Regions from separate parts of the Mus musculus genome. Here region 1 is linked to region 2. A link is a contact called in public HiChIP or PLAC-seq data. All regions are on one chromosome and are shown on one strand. The core of a region is the stretch at or near the end of the contact, and the rest is flanking DNA. Distances in the headings are between cores, read along the strand shown. Region 1 has its middle 26 kb from the start of Mettl2. Region 2 overlaps Mapt (microtubule-associated protein tau).

Region 1 (5,208 bases), core at 2,402-4,901, 860 kb before region 2:
GACAGCTCCACCTTCCCAAGACTGCCTGAGTGGGGCAGAGCTGGAATTGCTTTGTGACATCTCACAACCACACACCCCTAACCTTCTGTGCCTCACACTTTCCAAATTAACAGACAACTCCAAAGCCGTCCATCGTGTCTGTTGCTGTTGTTTTTTTATTTCACAAAGGAAAAGCAGTTCTCACCACAAGTTACACACTTCAAAATCCCAGGGGTCTGCACTCCAGAGCACAGTGGGCGATGCTCACTCTGCCAAAATCACCTGACAAGCTGGTCACAGCCGCTTAGCTGCCAGGTCCATGCTGCCATCCTCATCTTGCTGGCCTCCCGGAGAATGTCCCAGGCAAGTCAGCATAGGTATTCAGCTCAGTGTTAGTGCAAAACTGTGACCTGGCAGCCTGAGAAGCCTGACCAGTGAGGGAGAAGCCTGACCAGTGAGAGAGAAGCATAGCCAGTGAGGGAGAAGCATGACCAATGAGGGAGAAGCTGACCAGTGAGGGAGAAGCCTGGCCAGTGAGGGAGAAGCCTGACCAGTGAGAGAGAAGCATAGCCAGTGAGGGAGAAGCATGACCAATGAGGGAGAAGCTGACCAGTGAGGGAGAAGCCTGGCCAGTGAGGGAGAAGCCTGGCCAGTGAGGGAGAAGCCTGGCCAGTGAGAGAGAAGCATAGCCAGTGAGGGAGAAGCCCTGCCAGTGAGGGAGAAGCATAGCCAGTGAGGGAGAAGCATGACCAATGAGGGAGAAGCCTGGCCAGTGAGGGAGAAGCCTGGCCAGGGAAAGAGAAGCATTACCAGTGAGAGAAGAAGCTTGATCAGTAAGGAGAAGCCCAACCAGGGAGAGAGAAGCCTGATCAGCGAGGAGCAGCCTGGATGACAGTAACTTAGAACTCTGGTACTCCCTGGCCCCACCTCAGCATTGCCTTGTCTGTCAATCTGTTTTACATCCACAGATTTCATGTTCTTCTCTTTGCCACACTGAGAGGAGAGTGGCCAACGACTGCTCTGACCTCGACACATAAACAGCCTGCAGATTGGACTTGACAGATTATAAAGGACTGACCCAGCAATTCTCCAGCGCCCTTTTGCTGTAATTGTAATTAGACTGAGCATTAAAAAGGCTCTTGGAGAAATTCTTCCATTTGAGGAAAGCCAGGAAGTTTGGTTTTCAATTCATTCATTCACTCACTCACTAGCATTGACAGCCACCCACACACAATTATCTGAGTTCAGCACGGTGCTAACCCCTTTCAAGGAAAGTGGCTTCAGGAATTCCTGAAGTCCACTCCTGCTCTGTCAGAAAACAGTACACTGGCAGGCAGTCAAGGGCACACGTTTTTTGTTCAAAGACTTTCAGCTCATTTCTGCTGGGTGACCTTTGGCACACTATTTAACCTCCTGGCCCAGGGTTTCCTCTAGGGGTTAATAATCCCACCCTCCAGAGGCTTCATCAAGCTTAAGTGGGACCATCTGTGTACAGTGGCCAGCGACTCAGCACTCAGCCACTACAGGGCGAGCCCAGCGCACTCTCCCTCCCTGCCCCCTTCCACTGGCATTTTGCCAGTCATGGGGAGCCACAGGGTAACTCACACACTCCCTGCCCTCAGGACTGATGAGACCTGTCACTGACAGAGCGGTTTCTCCATCTATAAGATGGGGAGTCATGGCTCTAGAGAGAGCCATCAGTAGTGAAAAGCAGTGACTTTTCTCAGGCGCTCCCTGAGAAAAAGACCATGGGGACTTAGCAGAGTGTGCCTGCCTTGGGCTTCTCATCAGCGGGGACTTAGCAGAGTGTGCCTGCCTTGGGCTTCTCGTCAGCTGTCACGGCTGCCCCGGGGGCTGCTGTCTTTTTCATGTGGCCCAATTTGGCCTCTTGCTTGCTATGTAGCCCTAACTAATTTTGATTCTCTTGCCTCAGCTTCCCAGGCAACCTCCTGGGTGATGCGTTTTGTTTTGTCCCCAGGACCCCACAAAAACAGCAAAAGTGTGTGGTGTGTGTGTGTATGTGTGTGTGTGTGTATGTGTGTGTGTGTGTGTGTGATGTTTTGAAATCCCTGAATGTGCTTCCAAGACCCAGAGATCCGCCTGCCTCTGCCCCTGACTGCTAGGACTACCGGGTATATATTAACACAGGCAACCTGCAGTTGTTTAGTTTGTTTTGGGGAACAGGCGTGGTTCATTCTAAAGCCAGGCCATCTAGAACCTACCCGCCCAGCTGCCAGTGCTCCATGCCGTACATTTAGAAACCTTATGGTTGTAGAATAGGCATTCAGGAAGGGTGGTGTCACTGTGCCCTGGGGGGCCGTGTGGGCCTCTGGTGAAAGGGGCACACCCATCTGACACGTAACTCTGGCCCGCTTGGGTGGTGTTGTAGTAATTTGAGCTATCTCTGTGTTCCATGACCATTGCGACTGACCGGTCAGAGATGGTGTCTCCCGCAGAACTAGTGAGGGTAACCTTTAAAGTCAGTGACAAAAGCAAGTGACAAAGCCAGAGTGTTCCTCCTGCTTTCCTGTTAGTGTCTGTGGTGCAGAAAAGTGTGTCTCCTAAGGACCAGAATTCTCTAATCTGATCACAGCACATTATCGCACACAAGAAATTAAACCACAAAATTATCTAACATGAACCTAAGGCCTCATACATGCAAAGGAGGCATATCTTCACTGAGCCACGACTCTAGCTTTATGGGTATCCCATCTCCCCTGCCCCCCCCCCGCCACCCCCCCTCCCCCCCACCCCCCACCCCCACCCCCGCCCCGTTTCTCTGTGTAGCCCTTGCTATCCTGAAACTTGCTCTGGAGGCCAGGTTGGCCTCGAACTCAGAGATCCACCTCTGCCTCTGGAATGCTGGGAGTAAAGGTGTGCGCCACCCTCCCCACCCCCACAGCCTTGTGGCTATTTTTTTTTTTTTTTTTTTTTTTTACTTTATATTTCAGCCAAGTTCTAGGCTCCCTTGACAAGCTGACTATCCTTCACTCATCCCTGCTGGACTTCCAGACCTACCCACCTTCAGATTGTTCTTCCCCAAGGACTGACTGGTCCGAGGGCCAATCGCTGGTGGGGCGGGAATAGGCTGTGGGGGTGAGCTGGAAGGTGTTAACAAGGGCAGTATCCCCCGGGCCTCGTGGAAGCACAGTCACTTCCTCCAGGTGCAGAAAGCTGAGCCTGCGGCTTTAAACACAGTGCCACTGCAGCCAGCTTCTAGCAGCAGGAGCCTTCATTACCGCCCCCCCCCCCCCCAGGCTTTAAGGTATTTCCAGTTGGAAGTGCACCTGCCCTACAGTGGGTCAGAACAGAAACCTCAATGCTTTTCTCCCCCATCCCAAGAACGCAGCAGCAGCAGCACCTGCTGCTTGCCCTGATCCTCCCACCCCCCCATCACTGTCCACCTCTAGAGCGTGGGTATTCCGTAATCCCCACACCTCTTCTCCCAGCAGCACAGCTAATCGTCAAGCATGATCAGGCCGCTCCTCTCAGGCAGCTTCTCATAGTAATGAGTGTCCCGGCTCTGGGGGGGGGGGGGGGGGGTACCTGGCGGTCCAGCCTTGCCCTTTCTTTTCAGCTTGCTCAGCACTTCCGGCCCGCTGTTAGCTTTGAGTGGAGGCTTCCCACCCAGGGGCTGTTGGAGCACGTGCTTCAACCTCAACCTGCAGTTGTGCACCCTGCTGTCCTCTTCTCAGTCTCCTGACCGCCAAAGCTCCCTGGCTCACCCTGTGTGGAGCCTGATACCTAGAAATGGCTTCCTCCCATTTTTAAGCATCCTAGGGAAGGACTTGATCCGCCAGAAAGCAGGTTACAGGCAGAAACAAGAGCACCAGAAAATCCCTTGTTCCTTTAGGGGCTGGAACCTGGGAAGAGGAACGTGCGCAGGCTGTGGACCGCAGTCTGCAGTGTGCTTGGCTTTTTATTGGGAACTATTTTATTTTTTTCAACATAGATTTCCTAGGAGAAAGAGGAGGAGGGGGAGGGCTGAGAAAAGAAGACAGATTTCTTCCCCTCATTTCTACTACCTGACTCTAACTAGTTAATCCTGTTTTAGTGTCCTCTCCGCACAGCCTCCAGCCTTAGCTCTTCCTGCTGCTCAATCCATGGTACAGACTGCCATCTTGGTGACTCCTCCCCTTTGTCTGCCTCTTAGTTTCAGGCTGTGTCTCAGGCCTCAGAGATCGCCACGTGATGCCTACGGGTGGCTGGCATCTGCACAGCTCCCTCTAAGCCTTCAGGTCTCCTGACCCTCTGGGTGAAGCCATCATTGGGGGTTAGTTTCCCTGATGGTTTCTCACACTCTGCCTCCTGCATGAGCAGCACCAATCCTACCTGTGTACTGGTTACCTGTGTTCCATTCTGTCTGTCTTTCCCATCCTCAATCTTTCCTGTCCTGCTGGCCCACCCCACCCCCCACCCCCTGCCCTCATCCACTTTTCTTTATTCTCTGTTCTCCCTTCATCCACTCTCTTTCCAGGGAGAGGTTTTATTTGTCATTTTCTCTGTTCTCTCTCTCTCTCTCTCTCTCTCTCTCTCTCTCTCTCTCTCTCTCTCTCTCTCGTTTCTTCTTGAGACAAGGAGGTCTCTCTCAAGTAGTCCAGGCTGCCCTCAAACTCACTATGCTGTCAATGATGACTCTTCCACGTCTACCTCTCAAGTGCTGGGATTAGTCATCCCATCACGCCATGCCAGGTTTATAAAGGCTTGGAGGGAGATGTGCAAATGCCAGCCACCCTTTGCTGGAGGTCAAAGCTAGGCAAGAGCTCTCCTCAACCCTTGGAATGCATTTCTCAGTATCACCCTAAGTGCCTTGTGTACTGTTCTGTGCTGTAGAATATTTGATTACACTGGGAACCCCTGTGATCATACTCTGAGATTGTGTTATTTACTAAAAAACAAAACAAAACAACAACAAAACCCTTGTCTAGTTGTGGTGTGGCTTGGCCCTTGGCACACACCTTTAATCCCTCTGGCTGGAACATAGACATGCCCTTAGTACAGACCTTTAATTCCAGACAATGAAGGTAAAGTTTGTAGAAGAATGCATACATGTTTGAAAGTGATGTCATATTGAGTGGCAGATAAAGTGACGAATCAGAGAAAGGTTTGACAGAATAGATTATGCCCATCTCTCACTAGGCAAGGAAAAAGAGGCTACTTGGGGGAGGGGGAGCAAGAAGGAGGAGAGGGAGGAGGGAGGAGGGAGGAGGGAGGGGGGAGGGGGGAGGG
Region 2 (5,489 bases), core at 605-3,104:
AAGAGCACAGACTGCTCATGCAGAGGTCCTGAGTTCAATTCCCAGCCCCCACATGGTGGCTCATGACCATCTGTAATGGGATCTGATTCTCTTTTCTGGTGTGTCTGAAGTCGGTGACAGTGTACTCACATACATAAAATAAATGAATCTAAAAAAAAAAACAAAAACAAAAAACCTTTGAAAGAATAGCCAGAGACAAAAAGTATCATATGACCCATGACTTCACCCCCGTAAGGTGTCTGTGACCTTCAAGCATCCTTCATGAGCAAGGCTGAGGCCTGGCCAGGATTTAAGAACATCTAACCCCTTCTGTCTCAGAAGCCACTACTGCCAGTCAATCACTTTGCAAAGCAGAAACACATTTTGAAAGCCGGGGTGGCTCTGTAGTGGGCATTCTCCATGGGTGTGCGAGAGAAGGCTGGCTATAGGCTCCTAGGGTGCTCACTCTTCATTGTCAACTTGCTAGACTTGGAACCACCTAGGAGACACACCCCTGGGCGCATCTTCCGGGGGTATTCACAGAAAGGTTTAACTGAGCAGGGAAAACCTACCCTGAATATGGGTGTCACCATCCCATGGGCTGGGGTCCTGGGGAAAAAGGAGAAAGCCAGCTAAGCACCAGCATTCGCTGCTGTCTGCTTCCTAACTGCAGATGCAGTGTGACCGCCACCGTGCCGCCACCTGTCACATGGAGTCTATCCCCTAAAACCACGACGAGCCCTAACAGACCCTAGAGTTGCCTTAGTCAGACATTGGATCACTGTAAGGAGGAGGAGTGACTGGCATAGTTGCAGAGAGGCACTCCTCAGCAAGGGGTCTTCCCATCTCTGCCACGGTGAGATCAGGCATGTCTCGGTAGCTAACTGGGCAACTTGGGTTCATCCTGCTAACTGCTGGAGTTCTCCCTGAGGCCATGGAGGACAGCACAAAGGGAAGGTACCAGGCTCTGGGCTATGATGATTTCTTGCCTAGCCCTCCGTCCCTGCAGGATGACTTACGAAGGACTGAGCGTCCGAGCCCAGGATTCTTTTTGCTGCTTCGCTGCCTAATTCCTTGTCACCCACATTGGTAGAGCAGACTACATAGACCGAACCCGAAAGATGGACGTGAGGTCACATTTCCGAACAACAGCACCATCCCATTAGACCATCAGAAGGATTCAGTTATGTAGTCGATGTAGCCTGCTTGGTGCTCCTGGGAGTAAACTGTCCCCTAAAGGTGACCTGCTACTTACTATTGCTGGGCCTGGAGAAAATGTGAAGAAGGCAGGAAACCTTCCCCAGAGAACTCTGTTGAGAACCTTTCTAATAGGCACACTGACTGAGGTGGGGGCCAGCAGGAATCAGAGGACTCTGTAGCCTTGTGGGAGGCAGTCAGACTCCAAGGCCGCCACTGCTAAATAGCCAGGAGCCCCAGAAGCCAGAGCGGCTTACTCATCTGCTGCACCCGACTATGAGGGTGACCTGTCCAAGGCAGCTCCGGGGCTCACCCTCACCTGTAATTCCTTCTGGGATCTCCGTGTGGGGCTGGGCAGCGGCCTGCTTGTCGGGAGCTCTCTCATCCACTAGGGGCGCAGTCACGTCTGGAAACCACCAACAGTCACCCCTCTGCTTATGCAGGGGCAGTGCAAGGAGTGGGGCCTGCCAGCCACATGCAAGAAAAGCCAGCTCAAAGCAGGGCCACAGTCCTCCTTCCTGCCCATCTCCCCAGGAAGCACACTAACAGGAGGACCCCCTGCCTGGAAAGCCTACAGGGGTCATGTAAGGATGACGAGGGACACAGCCTGACTCCTGGGGGTCAGCTGTGTGATCCTCACTGCAATGCAGGGGCCCCGCAGCTGGGACTCATCAGGCAATATGAGGAAGCTGAGAAATAGACTGAGCCGCTTTCCTGTGGGGCTTTGAGTAAGCCTTTTGTCACCCTAGCCTTTGTTTCCACAAGTGTAGAACAAGAGTGCCATCTGTAGGTGACCTTTAAAACTTCTACCACTTCTAATTCCCTGCCCCCAACCTCCTCACATCTCATTAAAAGGCACCAGAGTTCCTTATGTGGCAATAACCAGGCCAGATCCAGTTTCCTCGATGATGCAAGAGATAAGAGATCCCAGACCAGGACCTGGGGGCATCTTTTCAAAGCAAGCACTTTAGCTCCTCCCGAACCCCCAGCCTCTCTACTAGGTATGCGAGGCACACCCAAGGAGTGGCCGGTTTCAAGGGATTCCCAGAATTCCACACAGCTAGTCCACAAAGGCTATTTTCCTTATGATCCTGTCTGGTGCAGATAAAACAGCTCGCTGAGCTCAGCCCCAGCTGCCTCCCTCCCTGAGGGTGAGTGAGGCATGTGGGGGCCCACGCATGTACAGGTCCAGACTGCATGAGTGGGTTGTTTCTTCCTGGACAATGGTGACAGAGCAGTGAAAGCCACGTTTGGGAAGCCTGCCCCAGCTTTGGCTCCAAGGCTTTCTCAGGGTGGCAGACAGCTTGCAGACCTGTTCTAACAGGATGAGCAGGAAGTGTCTTGCATCGCTGGTTTTCAGAAGGGCAAAGGAAATCTAGCCAGGAGGTTGTCACCAGGCTAAGGGCCATGCCACCTGCATCCTCCGGGGATGGGCCAGCATGCCGAACAATTGGCAGGAGCTTGACAGCTATGTTCTGGATTTATCCAAAGGCAGATGCTGCGGGAGAGGGCCTGGCCAAATTCTCTTTCTGTAACAGAACGCCCAAGCCATGTTCAGGGATGCAGAAAGGGCTCAGAGTGGAAGCTCCAACCTCCTTGGAAGGCTGGAGGAGCTATGGACGATTAGTTAAAAGCCATTCTCCATGTCCCTTTTCCTTGATTTCTTCTACTCAATGGATCCAAAAGCAAGGTGGGGACAGCCATGCAGCCCACGGTGGCCAGAGAGCCAGTTCTGGCCAGTGAATGAAAATGAAAACATCCAGGAGGAGCTTATAATAGAAAACTCTTGATTTAGTTTTGGCAACACATTGGCTTCTTCGGGGTCCTTTTGGTGACTGTTTTTGTTTGTTTTGTTTTTGTTTTTAATTTCAATTTCATTCATTCTTATTTTTATTATTTGCTTTTTTTTTTTTTTTTTTTGAGACAGGTTTCTCTGTGTAGCACTGGCTGTCCTGGAGCCCTCTCTGTGGACCAGGCTGGCCTCAAACTCAGAAATCTGCCTGCCTCTGCCTCCCAAGTGCTGGGATTAAAGGCGTGCACCACCTCTGCCTGTCTTTCATTCATTATTATGGAACACGTGTGTAATACATCTCTGTGGGCACATGCCATCACAGTGTGTGGGAACTTAAAGGACAACTTTGTAGAGTCGGTTCTGTCCTTCCTCCTTTACAAAGGTTCTGGGGAATTGAACTCGGGTCCCCAGGCTTGCATGGTAAACGCCTTCATCCTCTGAGCTGTCTCACCAGCCATGGTTCTTGTTCCAAGGCAGATGACAGTGTTTGGGAGCGCAGCAGCTATTCTTCAACAATGAAGCAACAGTCCAACCACGTAGGATGGCAGAAGACAAAGACAGAAGCGCATACATGGCGTTAGGGAGCTATGCCCATGTCCGGGTATCTTATGATTGCAAGGCAAAAAGCCTCTTCAGTTGGTAGAGCTTTTGGGTTCCAGCAGCCAACAGTGGCACTATAACTAACCCACTTGGGAAGCAAGACAGCCGACCAGGGAGCATTTCAGGAAAAAAGACAATGAGCTTTGCGACAACCTAGACACCACATATCTGGAGTGAACAGATTACAGGAGATGAAACGTACTCCATGCCCAAAATCCAGAGCCCAAGAAACGAAGATGCCACACCAAAACCCGCTCCTAACAGATGAGCGGGAGACTTCTGACCTGCCCCCTCCTCAGCCAAATGAGCATTCTGGTCTTTGAATCCCTGAAAGAAAAGTAAGGTGGAGGCTTCTGAGGGGGTCATGGAAGGTAGCAGATTCAGGATGGGAACCCTGTTGAGCTGTGTGTGAGCCTCGCTGTGCTACACAGACCAGCTTCTTCAAGCATGGAACATTCAGGGCAACACGCACGATAATGATGCTCAAGGCGCACACTGTTGAGCCAGGCATAGAAGCAGGTCCCCGCTCCCACTACCCTGCAAAGCACCGGGCTAGCGCATCTCAGCCATCAGGATAGGAAGCAGCGAGTGCAGCCGGGAGGGTGGCACACAGTGCGCAGCCGCAACCCTAGTGCGTAGCGTGGAGTTGGGAGGGGAAGCTCAAAGCAAGGTAAGCTGAATGAATGGAGTGGTGGGAGTAGGGAGGCCCCACCTTCAGCAGTTGGAGTGCTCTTAGCATCGGAGGTCTCCGACCCTGGTTCCTCCGCTCCATCATCGGCGGGGGGCTGTGGGGGAGACTCTGGAACATATACAGTGAGCCCTCAGACCTCAAGAGGAACCTGAGAACTGTGTCCTATTGAGCTGTAATCTCTTTAGTGTGGACACTGTAGCCCGATGATCAAACCAGGAAGGGACCAGTGCCCCTTACACAACCATGTTCCACTCTTGGGGTTCTTGGATGAGAATGTGGGTGAGACAGGGTTTCTCTATGCAGACCTGGCTATCCTGGAACTCACTCTTTAGACCATACTGGCCCCGAACTCACAGAGATTGGCTTGCCTCTGCCTCCTGAGTGCAGGGATTAAAGGTGTATAACACCACCTCCTGGTGTGTGAAGATATACCTTTTAATCACCCAGGTTCAACGGAAGCAAAGCCCTTATATTGACAACCTGACAATGTATCTGGAAAGCCTGCTCCTGCTTGAGCAGAAAGCCCTCTCTGGTCTTCCCAGTGGCCGCTCCACCTTCAGGTCACAGCTCCTCATTGTTCAGCTCAGGGAACGCATTAATGGCTGAAGGATTTTCTTTGCTGACTCCCCTAGGCTTTCGTTAGCATGGCTGTGCTCGAAGCGGGGATAATGCTCTTTGTCCAGCACGTAAGACTCATCATGGGAGGTGGCCATTCTGGTGGTGTTTACTTCACCTTGTGTGGTGCTTTGAATTTGCTTGGTCCAGGGAGTGGCTGTTAGGAGGTGTGGCCTTGTTGGAGGAAGTATGCCACTGTGGGGAAGAGCTTAGAGATCTTACTCCTAGCTGCCTTTGGAACAAGATGTAGAACTCTGAGCTACTCCAGAGCCGTGACTGTCTGGACGCTGCAATGCTATTCACCATGATGATAATGGACTGAACCTCTGAACCTGTAAATCAGCCCCAATTAACCTCAGAACCTGTAAGCCAGCCCCAATTAAATGCTGTCCTAAGAGTTGCCTTGGTCATGGTATCTCTTCACAACTAAGGAAACCCTAAATAAGACATCATGGTTGAAGAGTTTTTAGGGTAGCTCTGTGTATCAATAGGAATACATGTGGTTCTTTTTTCTTTATTCTTTGTTATGGTGCAGATGTTGGCTGGGACTCTCCAGAGGCTCTAAGAGCCAGCTGCCCATTGTAACAGAGGAACAAATGCTCTGGCCATGGGGTT

What was found. HiChIP or PLAC-seq counts read pairs in DNA pulled down with a chosen protein or histone mark.
Region 1: a contact with region 2 is called in an H3K27ac HiChIP or PLAC-seq map of embryonic stem cells, with 6 times the contacts expected there. The contact joins two enhancer-like sites. A contact is called at or near these places in 1 of 39 promoter capture datasets (cranial neural crest), 2 of 484 Hi-C or Micro-C datasets (the G1E-ER4 cell line and embryonic stem cells), 6 of 115 datasets of contacts at active chromatin or transcription factors (embryonic stem cells and extraembryonic endoderm stem cells) and 1 of 9 other capture datasets (embryonic stem cells).

The regions. Positions count from the first base shown.
Region 1 is chr11:105,149,829-105,155,036 of GRCm38.p6, reverse strand. No RefSeq gene overlaps it. Among named protein-coding and RNA genes, the nearest start is that of Mettl2, 26 kb to the right of the region's middle. Within about 2 kb of position 3,651, at least 60 of the 459 cell types and tissues checked have an H3K27ac peak or open chromatin away from gene starts, as enhancers often do. A contact at or near this core is called in the G1E-ER4 cell line and embryonic stem cells, where this site is marked.
Region 2 is chr11:104,286,001-104,291,489 of GRCm38.p6, reverse strand. It overlaps Mapt (microtubule-associated protein tau), which reads right to left. Exons shown (of 12, transcript NM_001038609.2): 3 at 4,281-4,367; 4 at 1,496-1,582. Among named protein-coding and RNA genes, the nearest start is that of Mapt, 57 kb to the right of the region's middle. Within about 2 kb of position 1,854, at least 247 of the 459 cell types and tissues checked have an H3K27ac peak or open chromatin away from gene starts, as enhancers often do. A contact at or near this core is called in the G1E-ER4 cell line and embryonic stem cells, where this site is marked.